Linked DNA regions of Mus musculus: region 2 is linked to region 1. The links are chromatin contacts, called in public promoter capture Hi-C maps. All regions are on one chromosome and are shown on one strand. The core of a region is the stretch at or near the end of the contact, and the rest is flanking DNA. Distances in the headings are between cores, read along the strand shown. Region 1 has its middle 14 kb from the start of Gm20234. Region 2 holds the start of Slfn4 (schlafen 4).

Region 1 (7,089 bases), core at 3,129-5,628:
GAACACCTGCGCTCTGTGGCTCTGAGGCCCCCCAGCTACACCTGTGCTCGCATGAACCTGAGGCAGGCACATTGGCTCCATCTTTTCACTAATTGTGGAAGAGAAGATCAGTTCTGATAGGTGGGAGTGCTTAGCTCTCCCCCTACCCCCACCCCAACACATCTTTGCTTCCTCTAGTGTCCACCGGGCAGGTTGCTGTGACTTTTCTTAGGACAATGTGAGTAAACTCACTTCCATTCCAGAGAGGCTCTGAACACAATCCAAGGAATTAACTGCACCCCAGCCTAGCTTGGTGAATTGAAGACATTACTGGGGTTACTTCCAGGACTGTTGATCACACCAAGGCAATATATTACCAATAGTGAAGGGTACTGTGGGTAATGGTTCAGCTGTATCCTGGAGGCTGCCTACTCACCTTGCAGGGCGTGTCCCCCAGAGAATCTCCTTCTCCCTTTGCCAAAAAACCTTAGTGTCTGTAGTTTTGAATCAGTGAGGAGTCGTTATCTTTTGGAGAGTCATGATAGCTGATTATCTTGGGGGTTGTTTGTAAATTTCTTTTTTTTTTAAATTTTTTATTGATTCTTTGTGAGTTCCAAATCATGCAACCCAATCCTGCTCATCTCTCTGTCTTCTCATATTGAAAGGATGACATAAGGGCTGGTGAGGTGACTCAGCGGGTAAGAGCACTGACAGCTCTTCCCAAGGTCCTGAGTTCAAATCCCAGCAACCACATGGTGGCTCACAACTGCCCGTAATGAGATCTGATGTCCTCTTCTGGTGTATTTGAAGACAGCTACAGTGTACTTATTTATACTAATAAATAAATATTTTTAAGAGAGAGAGAGAGAGAGGATAACATAAATCCCATTTGTCCCCATATTAGAACCAGTCCTTACTTCAAAAGAAAAGCCACCATTCCCAGGAACTAGGCCATAAGTCACCAGTTCCAGGAACAGACCATGCATTCCAGAAATAAGGTCATAAATCCCCCATGCTAAAGACCAGCCTAGAGATAACCACAAGGAAGGGAAAATAGTTTATCTTAGGATGTGCTGTCTGTGCTGGGCACCCTTATCTCATCCTGTGGTTAAGTGTTCATGACATAGGAATGCAGACCCCTTACCCCCTGGCACAAGCCAAATCAGAAGCTGACCTGTGTCACCTCAGTACTCACCAATGACATTTTAGATCACCTAACACTCTCTAAATATTGACCGGGTCAGTCAATGGAGTCTGCAAAAGAGAGTGTGGGGACATAGGAGCAAGAGACTCGAAGAATGGAGATAACACAGGCTATCTGCTCAAGTCTTGAGTCTCAAGTCTCGTTTATTGAAAGGCAACTATGGGTATATGTGCACTCGCTGGGGAGTACAGCTAGAGACACTTAACCACAGGTCCAGGATGTATAGGAGAAAAACAAGATGTTATCAGAGTGTGTTCAGCTGTGGTAGGCTTCTTGCGAAAACATCACGCTAGAAAAACAAGACTCGTCAGGGTGGAAAAGTTCCACCTGTAAGTAAACAGCCTGAGATGGCTGCAGAGATGATAGCCTCTTTCTGCTAGGAGTCGGCTCCCAACAGGTCCCCCTTTTTAATTTTTTCAAAAGGGAAGGTTGGGAAAACATACGGAAACCATTTCTGTCTTAGGTTGGAACAGACCCTAGCCTCCCCTTTCCCATCTCTGGACACTCAATATCCCTTTTTTGGTTGATCTCCTGTCTTAGGTTGGTGAGGCCTCCCAATTAGGGGCAGGGGTCCTCACCATTATCTATGACAGAGGTTTTAGAGTCCCCTACTTCCAGCCTGTGATAATGGACCTGTATGGGTTTCATTTGAATAGAATCTATCTGCTGTCTTACAAAAGCCATCAGTTTGTTGAACAGTATGGACCTGAGAGACAAGAGAGTAAGTAGTCTAGGTATCTTGGTTGTCCCCCACTACAGGAGTAATATCCCTGAATGGCCACAGAGTTTTCTAATTTTGTCCATGGCTATAGGAGAGGACCACCAAATGTGGTCTATGGATATGCAGTGTCAGCTAGTATGCTTTGCCAGGGCCTCCACATCTTCTCTTAGAGCTATTTTCTGCAGGGCACACATCAGAATGTTGACCCCAGTTTATACAGTCAAAGAGATGTACCCCCACTAAATCATAAGTCAGGACACCAAGAGTCTAATGAAGCCACCTTGGAGGTGCTGGTGATGATGTCTTTTTCAGTACTGAGGACTTCCTAAGTCAGGCTATAAGGCGTATGCTGGTTGACCTGTTCCAGTTTGAAGAGAATCTTCATGTTCTCTGCAAAGAAGAAACAGGGTTCTCAGGGGGTTTCTCCTCCCTGGATCTGTTATTATTGTCTATCTGTTTAATCAATCTTCCTGGAAGCCATCGTGTTACATCTGCTGTTTGGGAATATATGCAGACAGAACCTCTTCCCCAGCTAAGCACTGGGTCTGACCCATTCCAGGTTCTGGTTAATGGGTCTTTCCAGAGGATTGTTGCAAAATTCTTTTTGGTATCAGAATGCCAAAATCTATCTGCAGCAGATTTTATTTCTGTGGGATCCCTTGGTAAGGCACCATTCCCCCTTTTAAATTTTTTCCTAAACCTTTCCCTGGGGGGAAACCCAGAGTTTATCACCTGAGCCATGATTACTTCATTGGGGCTGCACATAATCAGTCCCAGCTGGGATAACATATCTGGGCCCCAGAGATTAATGGGAAAGCCTGGGATGACACATGGTTGTATATTTCCTGTATTTCCTTCTTTATCTTTCCACTTCAGCACCTTAGAACTTTGTTGTGGATTTTGACTTTGGCCAATACTCCTTAGATTTGTACTGTATGGGTGGTGGAACCGAGGTCCAGTCCTGCACTTCCTGGGGTTGCTTGACTAAGTTCGGAAAGGGATTGTTGTTGCTTGCTGGCATGAAGCTGGCCACATAAGCCTGTTTTGGCTTTTGTTGATTTGGGACCTGGGGCTGGCCCCTACTCTGGTTTCCCTGATTAGGGAAAGGGTGTTCCCTTGTATATCTGTCTTGGATCTACACTTATTAGCCCAATGTTTTCCACGTTTGCTACTCAGGCATAGCCAGGCTGTTTCCCAGGCTGTCTCTGAGTTGACTTGTTTTCTACCCTGCAATCTTTTGAAAAATGTACAGGCTGACCACATTTAAAACAGGCCTTTTTGTCTCTACTTGCCAAGAAGTCTCTTACTGACTGTCCTTGCATGGCAGCCACCATAGCTAAGCCCTGTTGGTAAGAGGGCCCTATGTCAGAACAGAGTCTGATGTACCCAGTAATGTCTGTCTTCTTCCTGTAGAGTCGAATGGCATTGACAGGCAGGATTGGCATTTTCAAACGCAAGCTGTTTCACATAGTCTACACCTGCCTCTGCATTACCAAAAATCCTCCCTGCTGTTGTCATCAGTCAAAGAACAAAATCAGAAATCTTTCATCAGGCCCTTGTTTGACTGCTGTCAAAGATGCACCAGGGTCTCTCTTTACCAGGAGTTTATGCCAAGCCTTCATAGATTTGTTTTGGATTTGAGTGAATAAGCCTGGGTCATATTGCATCTGGTCATCACTTGAAGCGAATTGTCCTTCTCCCACTAAGGCATCAAAGGACCAAGCATTGCCTGCCTGAGAATTCCTCCTCGTCATCTCTTTTCAATTCATGATACTCTGATTTCCAAATAAGATGGTCACCATCGCTAAGAACTGTTCTTACTAGGGTATTCCAATCCCCAGGAGTCAGCCACTTCTCTGCTGTAGATTCCAGGATTGCAAGAGAGAGTAAAAGGAGCAGTGGCACCATATTGTGACACTGCATTTAAAATTCTTTAATAATTTGGAAATTGAAACCTGTGTGATGTCTCCAAGCAACCTCTTGAGCATCTATGGTCTCTGATACAGGGGAAGCCTCAGCCTCTCCCTCTTCTGGGCTACCTGTGGCTGAATTAAAGCCAGAGGGCAGGGGCTGTCTTTGGACTCCACGTTGAGGAACTCAAGGACCTGGGGGATTTTCTCAGGTGGCTTTGCCCTCCCGAGATGTCTTCCTAGTCTTCAATAATTGTTTAATGAAGTCCTGATAATTAAACAAGTGTTTAATTACATCTTTAAGTCTTCAATTCTTGTTTAATTAAGTCCTGATACTCTTCCTCTAATTCTAGTTGTTGTTTTAGGGCTGAGATTTTGTCCTTCAAAATCCTTTCTAGGATCCAAGACAGCCATCCCTAGGACACCATCGGGTAGTCCAGGGGGTGCAAATGGAAGAGACCTCTGAAAGGAGGGCCATTCACGATCATGATATTTGGCCACCTCTTCTTCCAGGGTATCCCTGTCTGACTCAGAGAACATACAGTGATGGACAATTGCCACAAAGAACATTTCAATGCAGATTATGAAACCCTGCAGGACTATGACCACAGCTTCTGCATTTTGCCATTCCTAGGTATGCTTTTCTGAAATAACCAACAAAGCAATAAGTACTGCTTGCTAAAAGGAAACAAAATCCAGGAGTTTCACACAGAGAAACTTGCTAATGTAAGACCCCAACTCAATGTGTTTCTTGGACCCCTAGAAACGAAGCCCAGCATGGAGTTCTTTGCTCTTTAGCTTTCAGACTGAAAGAAGCCCAACATGGAGTTCTTTGTTCTTTTTTGCCTTCAGCCTGAAAGAACAGTGACCGCTGGGTGACCCACCCAGGCACCTGACCCATTGTGTAAGGGACCAAGAATGTTTACACAACTTCCCTGGTCTTTGTGATCGAATCCTCCCCTCACTTTCCGTGAGAGATGAGCTGTAATTCACCATCCCCATTTTTACGATGTTTACTTAACTTCCCCAGTCTTTGTGATTTTATTCCTTCCCTCACTTTACAGTTCATTCTTTAAAAACCCTCAACTGCAACTGCTGGGGGTCGATCTCCTCTTTCCCTGTGTGGGTTACGATCTTGGCCTCAGCATGCTGATTTCTGATTAAACCTCATGCGATATTGCATCAAGAATGGTTTCTCTCGAGTTATTGGGGCGTCAGCTCATCCTGGGCCTTGTGCGAGGGTCTCCCCGAAATGGGGGTCTTTCACTAACAGGTTGTATAGGGCTACACTTTTCTTTTAGGACTTTGTAAAACATTAGCTGGCAGTACATGGCAAACAGTTGTGATAAACTGCTTAATATAACCAGGTATGTCCAAGCATTGGAGAGACTAAAGTTTCCCTCATTACTTATTTCTTGCCCCATTTTCATTACTATGACTCCCTAGTCTCGACGCGGCAGGTTTCCATGTTGATTACCTTTGTTAGTTAGGTCAACCCTTCTTCCAGTAACGTCCCTCTTGGGGTCTCTCATTCTTGCTGTCCCTGTTAGGGTGCCAGATGACCCGATCCAAGGGTCAGTCAACAGGGTCTGCAAGAGAGAGAGAGAGAGAGAGAGAGAGAGAGAGAGAGAGAGAGAGAGAGAGAGAGGATTTAGGGGCAAGAGATGGGAAGAATGGAGACCACACAGGTTATCTGCTCAAGGGCTCAAGTCTCAAGTTTCAAACTACGAATGGTTACGTCACAGCCCAAATAAAAGGCAGACCTCTCCTGACATCTTTCCCTTTCTCTCTGTCTTCATCTGCCTCCTTTGTCCCCCCCCCCCCCACTGTGGGACATTGGGCTATACACAGATAGTCTGGTCTCCAGTCGAGTTGAGGTTGGAACCCTGGTGAAACTCAGTGGCGTTAATTCCCACCTATATGGGACAGAAGGCATTCCCTTATGTCTCCTGGACCCCTGGCTCCTGTCAAAGTTACCACCCCCACAGCCCCCACAGCACCAACAGGAGAAGTGTGTGGCTAGTAGTCACATGTAGACAATGTCTCAAGCTTCTGACCTTCAGGCTACACTCCTCCCAGTTACCTAGCCCCACTATAAGAGGGCTGTTTGACCCCTCCTCTCCCTCTTACTCTCTTAAGCTTTTACTTTCCTTACTCTCCCTCTTACTCTCTCTCTTTCTTTAACCTTTCTTACTTTCTAGCCTTTCTTCTCTCTCTCCTTTTACCCCTTCTTTCCTCTTGGCCATGGCCAGTCTCTCTCTCTTTCTACCTTTTCTCTTTCCCCCTGCCTTTCTACAATAAAGCTCTAAAACCATAGACTGCCTCTGTTCATCAAGGCCTGCTGTGCTTGGACAATGAGATAAGCTTTCTTCTAATGAGTTGCTTCTAACCTCCCGATGGAGGGCCTTCCTGTGCTCCAGCCATGGACCACCACAACTGCTACCACATGGAATGCTACATCGGTGTCAGTGTCATGTGCCTGCCATCATCAGCATACCCTGTGTATTTCAACCACAGCTGCAACAGCCGTTCCAGTCACTGATGCTCCAGCCGCCACCACTATAGCCGCCCATGCTGCCACGTGAATTTCTGCTACTGCAGCTGTAGACCATTGATTGCTACCTGCCACTGTGGGCCCACAGACTGCTACCACATGAGCTGCTGCTGTGGTCCACCACGTGGGCTAGCTTCTGCCACATGGGGCAAGCCCCGTGGGCCAAACATCATTCGGATGGGCCCACCAACCATATAATTTCACTTTTCCTGATCCTTGACCGCTAAAATTCTCACACAAATATTAGTTGACTGGTAAGGTTTTTCCTCCAGGTGGTGGAGAGGGACCTGATTTCCCAGAAAAGACCTGGCCAACCTCTATGGGCTAAGGGGTTGGCGTTTCACAGCCATGGTCCAGTCTCTTAGCTGACATGCAAGAAAGGACTTCGACCCTTGTGTGATTTTCTTCTAGAAAGTGGTTTCTCACCCTCCACCCTCTTGAGCTCTTGCAGCTGTTCAGAAACACCTAGGCCTAGGTAGAAATGCTTTCTGGTGAGTACAAGAATCACTGTATAGACCCTAGATGGTCCACATGATGACCTGGACTTCTAGCCTGACTTGTATTTGTTATTGAACTTTCTCGGACCATCACCCAATGGGTGCTTCATCTTCTTCGATCGTGCCTCCAGGCTCCTCACTGGAATGCCTCCTGGAAGATTTCTAAAGTTAACACCCGACTTGAGGGTATCAAAGCTAATACACCTCTGCAATAAGGTACCCAT
Region 2 (7,671 bases), core at 1,316-3,815, 92 kb after region 1:
CTCTCTCTCTCTCTCTCTCTCTTTCTGTGTCTGTGTGTGTGTGTGTGTCATGCTAAGCACACATTTTACCACTATTTTCCAGCTCCATCTCTCAAATAATTTGTATCTTTGTCTCTACACAGTTTAACATTATGTCTACCTTTGCCAATCTTGCTTCACACTCTTTTATAAATGTTTCATTTCCTCCTTGTTCAGCTTCACCATTTTCCAATGGAATCTGCAAGAAATTTGTCCAAGTCTTTCTGCTCTGGGTAGGGATGGAGCTTAGAGGTAGATGATTTACCAAGTATGTATGAAATCTGGTGTCTCAGTTCTCTCACATATGAGCTGTATATTTGCATGTATATCATGAAGGTAGAAAGAGGGTAATTAGGGGAGGGGACAGATCTAAGGGAGTATAACGGGGCACAATTCAATGTGTGAAAACTGCAAGAGCACTCCTTTATTTTTGGCATTAACTAAAGAGCATTAACAATCAAAAAAGTAAAATAAAGCCAGCCAGGCATGGTGGCACAGGCTTAGGGTGCCAACACTTGGGGGTGGGCATGTCCTTGTTGGTGACACAGCCAATTCAAGCACAGCCATGGACACCTGAGACCCTGTCTCACAACCAAAGAAACCAGTGAATAGAGTTTAGGGTTCACACAAACATTTTTTTGCCCCATTGCTCTGCAAGGGAGTTAGTGTTTCTCTGACACAGTGTCTCAGTCTGAAGCCAGAGCTCGTGAACCTCACATCGTCTGTAAAATGATGAGCATTGCCTAACAGGAAATCGCCCTTGCTCGTGGAAGGGCGGAGACAGAGGAGTTGGGAGGGTTGTGCTTTCCTTCCCGAGGAAATGGAAACTCTCAAAGGTGAGGAAACATAAATGAAACTAAGGCTCCACCTTATTCCTGAACTTGTGGTACCACAAAAGCACAGAATGGAGCTGTGTCTTTCTCAAACCTTCGAGCCTTTTCAGTCAGAGTCTGGCTCCTGAAGAAATCAGGCCCTCTGGAGCAATCTCCTCTTTCAATACTCCAACACTGTAGGATTGTTTTGTTAAATCCCTAGGCAAATTGTTTGCTCAAATTCTTTTGGCAAAGGGAAACAGATTCATATAGAATTATAAATATTTTGGATGGCAGGAGTTGGTGAATGTATGTAACTCGGCCATAGCAGGCACTGGAGCATACACGTTTATTTTCTGACAGGGCAGCCCCCTACCTGTAGCCTGACAATGAGATTCTCAGCTACACTTTCATTAACAGCCATGTGAGGCAAGGTGGGGTTTGGGTACTGCTCCCCAGATGAAATGATTGACACCACAGAGACCCCAGAGAGCTGGGCATTTCAGCCCCTGACCATTTAAACCCATGGTCCCTATGGGCAGTGGAAGTGAGAGAGTTTAAAGGGATGAGTGTGACCACAACATGCCATTTGCAGTTAGGACAATGTCAAAAGAAACCCAGAATTTGCTAAATATGTATGTACTAAAGCATGCCCCACCACGCAACAAACAAACAAACAAAACAAACTGAAAACAAAGAAACAAAACAGCTTCTGAATTCTTGAGATTGCTCATGAGGTAAAGAGATACACAAACTGTAGTGCCATAATTAGAATAAAAACAGACCCAAAGAAAGCAAAGGCATGGGAGTGTGTGTGTGTGTGTGTGTGTGTGTGTGTGTGTGTGAGTATGTGTGCATGAATGTGCATGAGTGGGTGTGATTATGTCTGTGTATGTGACTGTGTGTTCATGTGTGTGTGTGAAAGTGCAGGAGTGTATTGTGAATGTGTGATTGTGTGAGTATGCGTGAATCAATGTTTTTGTGTTCATCTGTGAGTGTCTGTATAAGTGTGTATGTTCCTGTGTGTGGGTGTCTGTATAAGTGTGTGTGTTTGTGTGTTCCTGTGTGTAAGTATGTGTGTGTGTATGTGTATGTGTGTTCATGTGTGTGAATGTGCATGAGTATATATGTGAATGTGTGTGTTTGTGTGTTCCTGAGTGTGAGTGTTCCTGTGTGTGTTTGTGTGTGTGTTCGTGTGAGTGAATATTTGCATGTGTCCCCTCTGCCTGTGCTAGTGCAACATTCGTCCATGATGCCCCTTTCTTCTTCCAGGACATTCCGGGCTCTCCTCCTCACATCCCTCCCAGTGCCTGCTCTTGGAAGCCCTGGAGCTAAGGCTGCTCTGGGAAGCCTGGTAAAGATAGAGACTCCTTGAAGGAGACAGGAAACTTCATTTTTGATTAAATTTAAAATTTTCCATACAAGGATTTATTATAAATGAGCAAATTTCCCTGACCTTCTCCCCTCCCCCACCTGCTCCTTACACCTGTGCTCTGTGATTTCTAGGTAGTTTCACTTTTGTTTCTTTTCAAAATTTTAAAAAATTAGTTGTTCAAATAAATAAATAAACAAATAAATAAATAAAATGAAAATTTAAAAAATTCGTTGTTCTCTTTGTCAATTCCAGTCACTAGGGCACAAAGCATCTAAGCTTCCGGTTATACTTCCTGGAGTGACGAAATGCTCAAAGTCTCAGAGTGATGACTCAATTTAACTTATAAAACTAGCAAAGAAAGGCGAGGCTTACGCCATTTTACCTCAGCGAGCATTCATAAAGCTGCGAGCATTCATACAGCGGCTGTATCTTGCTTGGTTCCGCAGAATCAGTTGCTCTCCCTCCGCGGTTGAGCTCTGATCACCTTTCCTGCCTCTCTGGGCAAGGGAAAGGCCTGCAAGCCTACTGGTGCTCTGAGCTTCGGGGAACACAGCTTCCAGGACACAGAGTAAGTGAGCCAGTTCCACTGTGACAAACTCAACCCTGCTGTCATTCTCTTTCTGTGCCCACCCAGTGTCTCAGTGTCCTGTCTACTTACTGGCTCTGGGTGGATGTGGGGTAGCAGTTGCCAGCATAGCCCTTCCCTCTCAAGTTAACTCTGGCTGTTTTCCATCTAGGAATCTTGGCTCCTTGGCATCTTCGCAGCTATTCTTTCAAAAACACCGGCTGCTGAGGACTGGAAGACTCTGAAGGCTTGGGGTGAGAGAAAATGGCTTCCCACTTTGAGATGGAGGAGGGAGGGCTTAAAGTTGCTGGGGGAGAGAGCCCATGATGCTTGTTCTGAGGCTGACTAGTGATGTAGGAAGAGGCAGATCTGGCGTGGTATGTTTGGCAGGCTTGTGTGAATCTCTAGAGTCCCTTGCGGGTTCCCTATCCTCTTAGAGACCTGACCCTGTTGAACACTGAGAAAATATGGCTCCGGAAAGGACACAGCCTGGTGTACTCTAGAGCCAGAAAGATGCTTCTGTGTAAGTTTACAATCCAGAAGGTGAGAACTTCCCTTTCTCAAGAGAAGTGCAAAACACTGACCCAGGAGAGAAAGACCGATCTAGGGTTGGGTTGTTTGGTTTTGTTTTTTGTTTTGTTTTGTTTTTTTTTTTTTTCATTTTGATTTGTTCCCCCAAGAAACAGATCCTTCTACTTGGCTCCCTCTGTCTGCGCTGGCTTATCCACCTGCGTTCGGGGCAGAGTAAGGACCTCTGAACATCATCTCCTTTTCTGCCTGATACAGCTGACAGGCAGCCTGCATTTCCTTCAGAGAGATTTTCCCCCCAGAGTCAATGCTACAATTTGAGAAGAAGGAACTACCTAGTTAAGTAAAACCCAAGGAACCAGGAGGTCTCTGAACCTCACTTCAGTCTTGGAATTTGATGAGTTTTGCTCCCTCCCTTGCATTTAAGTACCATGTCCATACTGAGTGCCTGAAGGTACTGGGTATGAACAGTTTCCATAGTTGAGGTTTTGAACTGAGATGGCCAGTGCCCCAGGCTAGCCCACAGCTCCTGTAAAGGGGACTCCAATGTAGCATCATTGACTTTAAAGTTTCCCAGAGGCCTGAGCATTGTCCTTTTGCACTTTGGTGTGAGATGTGATTTCTGTCCTCTTTCCATGTGCTGTGTGAACCTGGCATGCTGGCTTAGGACATGGCCTGATTCAGGGGGTGCTGAATGGGTGGGGCTGAAAGGGAAAGAATAATAGAGACCACATAACAGTGTATGGAACAGGGTGGGGCTGCAGCATCTAACTCTCTCTCTCTTCTTTGCCTGCTTGCCTTGTGGGACTGAGCAACTGCTAGATCCTTAGATTTCCATTCACAGCTGCTGCTGACCACTGTTGGGAGTTGGACTACAGATTGTAAGTCATCAACATATTCCCTTACTATATAGAGACTACCCATAAGTTTTGTGACTCTAGAGAACCCTGACTAATGCAGAAGTTGGTATATATACAGAAATGAAACTGCTCCTCTCCCAGCAATACAGGCTGCTTTAGATCCAGGTAAATCTAGTTGTGGTTTTGTGTTAGTATTTTAGAGGGGAGGGAGGCAGACAGAGTCTGGGTGTGTACCCCAGGCTGGTCTTCAATTCACTGTGCATGGTCTGTAGGCCTGAAGCTCACAATGCAGACATCAGCCTTCCAAGGCCAACACCAGCCTTGGCTCCTTGCTGCCTTCTGGGTGTACATGGAGACCTCTGGCAGGGCCTTAAGGAATGCAGGCTCATGTCCAGGCAGCGCTCCTATGCAGAAGCCGATAGTACTTGGCACTAAAGCACAGCGATTGGCTCTAGCATGATGCAGCAGGCTCCATTGCTGTTCATCTCCTGGGAGTCAAGACCTCGTCCTTTAGCTGACGTTGTCTAGAACTGTCAGCAGTGTGTCCAAATGCTTTCCTTCAGCTGGGGCCTATCTGAACGCATGGCTGCTCTGAACTTATCTTAGGACGGTGTCATTCTCCATGCTCAGATCTGAGGGTGTGGGCAACCTGGAGGGAAAGGGTTAGTTTGTAATAGACATGGAGCTCTAGGCCTGCCTTCTGAGGGGTGCCCAGTGTGCTTCTAGAGACCGGACCAAGATAAAGTTGCCGGGGGGAAAAAAACCTAATGGTGAATACTTCATATATAAATAGTTTATCACTTGACCTAGTAATTCAGCTTCTGGAAACTTCTCTAGCATGCCTATGATTTCCTGGTCTAAGATAATATTACCTCCTTGTACAATGGGTCATGAATTTTTGTACATCCTCATGGTTTAGTCTGAATTAAATTGCTAGAGTTAAACCCCTCCCTAACACACAAACACAAGATTTTTCTTCTTCAGGGTTCTATTTCTTTCTTTCTCCCACCCCCCTTTTTTTGTTTTTGTTTTTTGCTTTTTTTTTGTTTTTTTTTTCGAGACAGGGTTTCTCTGTATAGCCCTGACTGTCCTGGAACTCACTTTGTAGACCAAGCTGGCCCTGAACTCAGAAATCTGTCTGCCTCTGCCTCCCAAGTGCAATTTAATCCTTTTTTGGATATTTTCTCAGGATTCACATTTCCCATTCTAATAGCTTTTAAAAAATATTCCTTAACCACATATATGTGTAGTTTGGAGGGGCTGTATGAGAGAACCCTTAGGATTAATGAAAATCACCAGCTCTGGTCAGAAGGGGTGGTACATGCCCTTAATTACTACACATGGATCTCTGAATGGTAGAGGCCAGCCTGCTCTACATAGCAGGTTTGACATAGCAAGAGCATGTATCAGAAACCATAAAGAAAAATAATAAAAAAAGAAAATTTAAACATGTTTTTAAAAATCAGTAGATTTCCCAAGCATCATCCAGGATGAGCCCTGATCGGCAAATATATTACAGTATCCATCCTGGTGCCTTCTCTAATCCCAGAAACTGTGACCTTACTAATCACTGTTAGACTAATACTCAATATGAAATTAAGCAGCAGTTTACAGGAACTGTAGGGTTAGAGCACTTGTTGCTCTCACGGAGGACCTGGATTTGGTTCCCAGTACCCACGTAGTAGATCACAAGCATCTCTGTCTTCAGTTCCAGGGAATCCCTCTTCAGAAATCCACCAAACCGAGGAGGCACATGTGTTTTGGACAGACATACATAAGGCAAAACACTCGTTTAAAAAAACATTGTAGCTCACATGGGTTTACCAAAGCTGCTGCTCATTACTCTACAAACAAATTGTAAATGAGAAGATGTGGTGGCCTGGCGAAACAAGATGCCAAACTTTCTTTATATATATATATATATATTATTAGGTATTTTCCTCATTTACATTTCCAATGCTATCCCAAAAGTCCCCCATACCCTCCCCCCCACTCTCCTACCCACCCACTTCCACTTTTTGGCCCTGGCGTTCCCCTGTACTGGGGCATATAAAGTTTGCAAGTCCAATGGGCCTCTCTTTCCAGTGATGGCCGACTAAGCCATCTTTTGATACATATGCAACTAGAGTCAAGAGCTCTGGGGTACTGGTTAGTTCATAATGTTGTTCCACCTGTAGGGTTGCAGATCCCTTTAGCTCCTTGGGTACTTTCTCTAGCTCCTCCATTGGGGGCCCTGTGATCCATCCAATAGCTGACTGTGAGCATCCACTTCTGTGTTTGCTAGGCCCCGGATGCCAAACTTTCTACTAGGGTTTCTGCCAGCATGGCAGACCATGATGAACTCTGCCCGTGGGGGAAAGGTAGCTCTTCATGTCAGTGAAACACTAAGATAAGTCCTTCCGTTGCAGTTTAATGTGTGTGCTGCACCGTGGTTCACTTCAGAAAGGTCCACAGCTCAGGGCAGAGCTTGTGTCTGAGCTGAGGCCAGCACTTCCCACCCATCTCAGGAAGCTGCCAGGAACTCAACACCAGCATCTTTCAGCAAAGATTTTTGGAAGAGCATCCTATACACAGAATCCTAAGTCAAATATTAATAGAGTGAATTCTGTCCTGGACGCGATACCAGAGTGACAGTGTGTGCCTATAATCACAGGTGCTTGGGATGCTGAAGGGGCACCATGGTTGCAGGCCAGAATTCAGTTAATGCTGGGCAGAGAGAGAAGGGAAAGGAAGGGATGTAAACACTTTATTCCCTCTATAGAAACATTAATAACAACAACAAAACATACAGGCAGGAAAAAAAAAAACCCAACCTACAACCAGAACTCATAAGGTTAACAATTTATCAAGGAGGAACCATATTCAGTTCTGAAGGAAATCTTGTCCTTACAGGGCTCTTACTCTTGAGGAGGACACACAACCCGAAGTTCCCTCTTTGAAACACCGTGGACTCCAAGCAACTCAGATTCCAGGACAAGGTAAAGTGAGCCAGATTTTTACCAGCATCCTGCAACCCCACTTTCTTTCTATTCCCACTTCAACAGCACGTCCAGCCTATTGTTCTGGGATGAATAGGGTATTGATGGCTCAGCCCACTGTCTCATGTAAAGCCTGAGATACCTTCTGCCCCTTCTAATATCTTTGTCTCTTTAGCATTTCTGTAGCCTCTTCTACCAATGCACAGGCTGCTGGGGTTTGGGTGAGAACAAATGCTTTCCTCTGACTATGGGATGGAGGAGAGCTGAAGGGTGCTTACTTATGCTTGGACAATAACAGAGTTCCTCAGACCTAGGTTTAACTCTTAGCTCCACAAAGATGAATTCTAATTATGGTAGCTTGAGCACTTCAAAATTATGCATGCTCTAAGCCTAACTAGTGAGGCAGGGGAAGCAGAGGTTTGTGTAGATCTCCAGAGCCCTGTAAGGATGCCCCATCCTCTTAGAAACGTGACCCTATAAGCAGAAACTGAAGAGAAATTTCTACACGGAGAAGAATGAAATTAGATCGCACACT

What was found. Promoter capture Hi-C pulls out the DNA fragments that hold promoters and counts their contacts.
Region 2: a promoter capture Hi-C map of neutrophils shows a contact between it and region 1, with 2.8 times the contacts expected there. The contact joins the promoter of Slfn4 here to the enhancer-like site in region 1. A contact is called at or near these places in 7 of 39 promoter capture datasets (the 3T3-L1 cell line, embryonic stem cells, hippocampal neurons and 3 more), 1 of 115 datasets of contacts at active chromatin or transcription factors (CD8 T cells) and 2 of 9 other capture datasets (adipose tissue and liver).

The regions. Positions count from the first base shown.
Region 1 is chr11:83,078,568-83,085,656 of GRCm38.p6, forward strand. No RefSeq gene overlaps it. Among named protein-coding and RNA genes, the nearest start is that of Gm20234, 14 kb to the left of the region's middle. Within about 2 kb of position 4,379, at least 26 of the 459 cell types and tissues checked have an H3K27ac peak or open chromatin away from gene starts, as enhancers often do. A contact at or near this core is called in neutrophils, where this site is marked.
Region 2 is chr11:83,172,621-83,180,291 of GRCm38.p6, forward strand. It overlaps Slfn4 (schlafen 4), which reads left to right and starts at 2,566. Exons shown (of 8, transcript NM_011410.3): 1 at 2,566-2,773; 2 at 2,943-3,024; 3 at 3,208-3,293; 4 at 3,457-4,179; 5 at 7,051-7,136.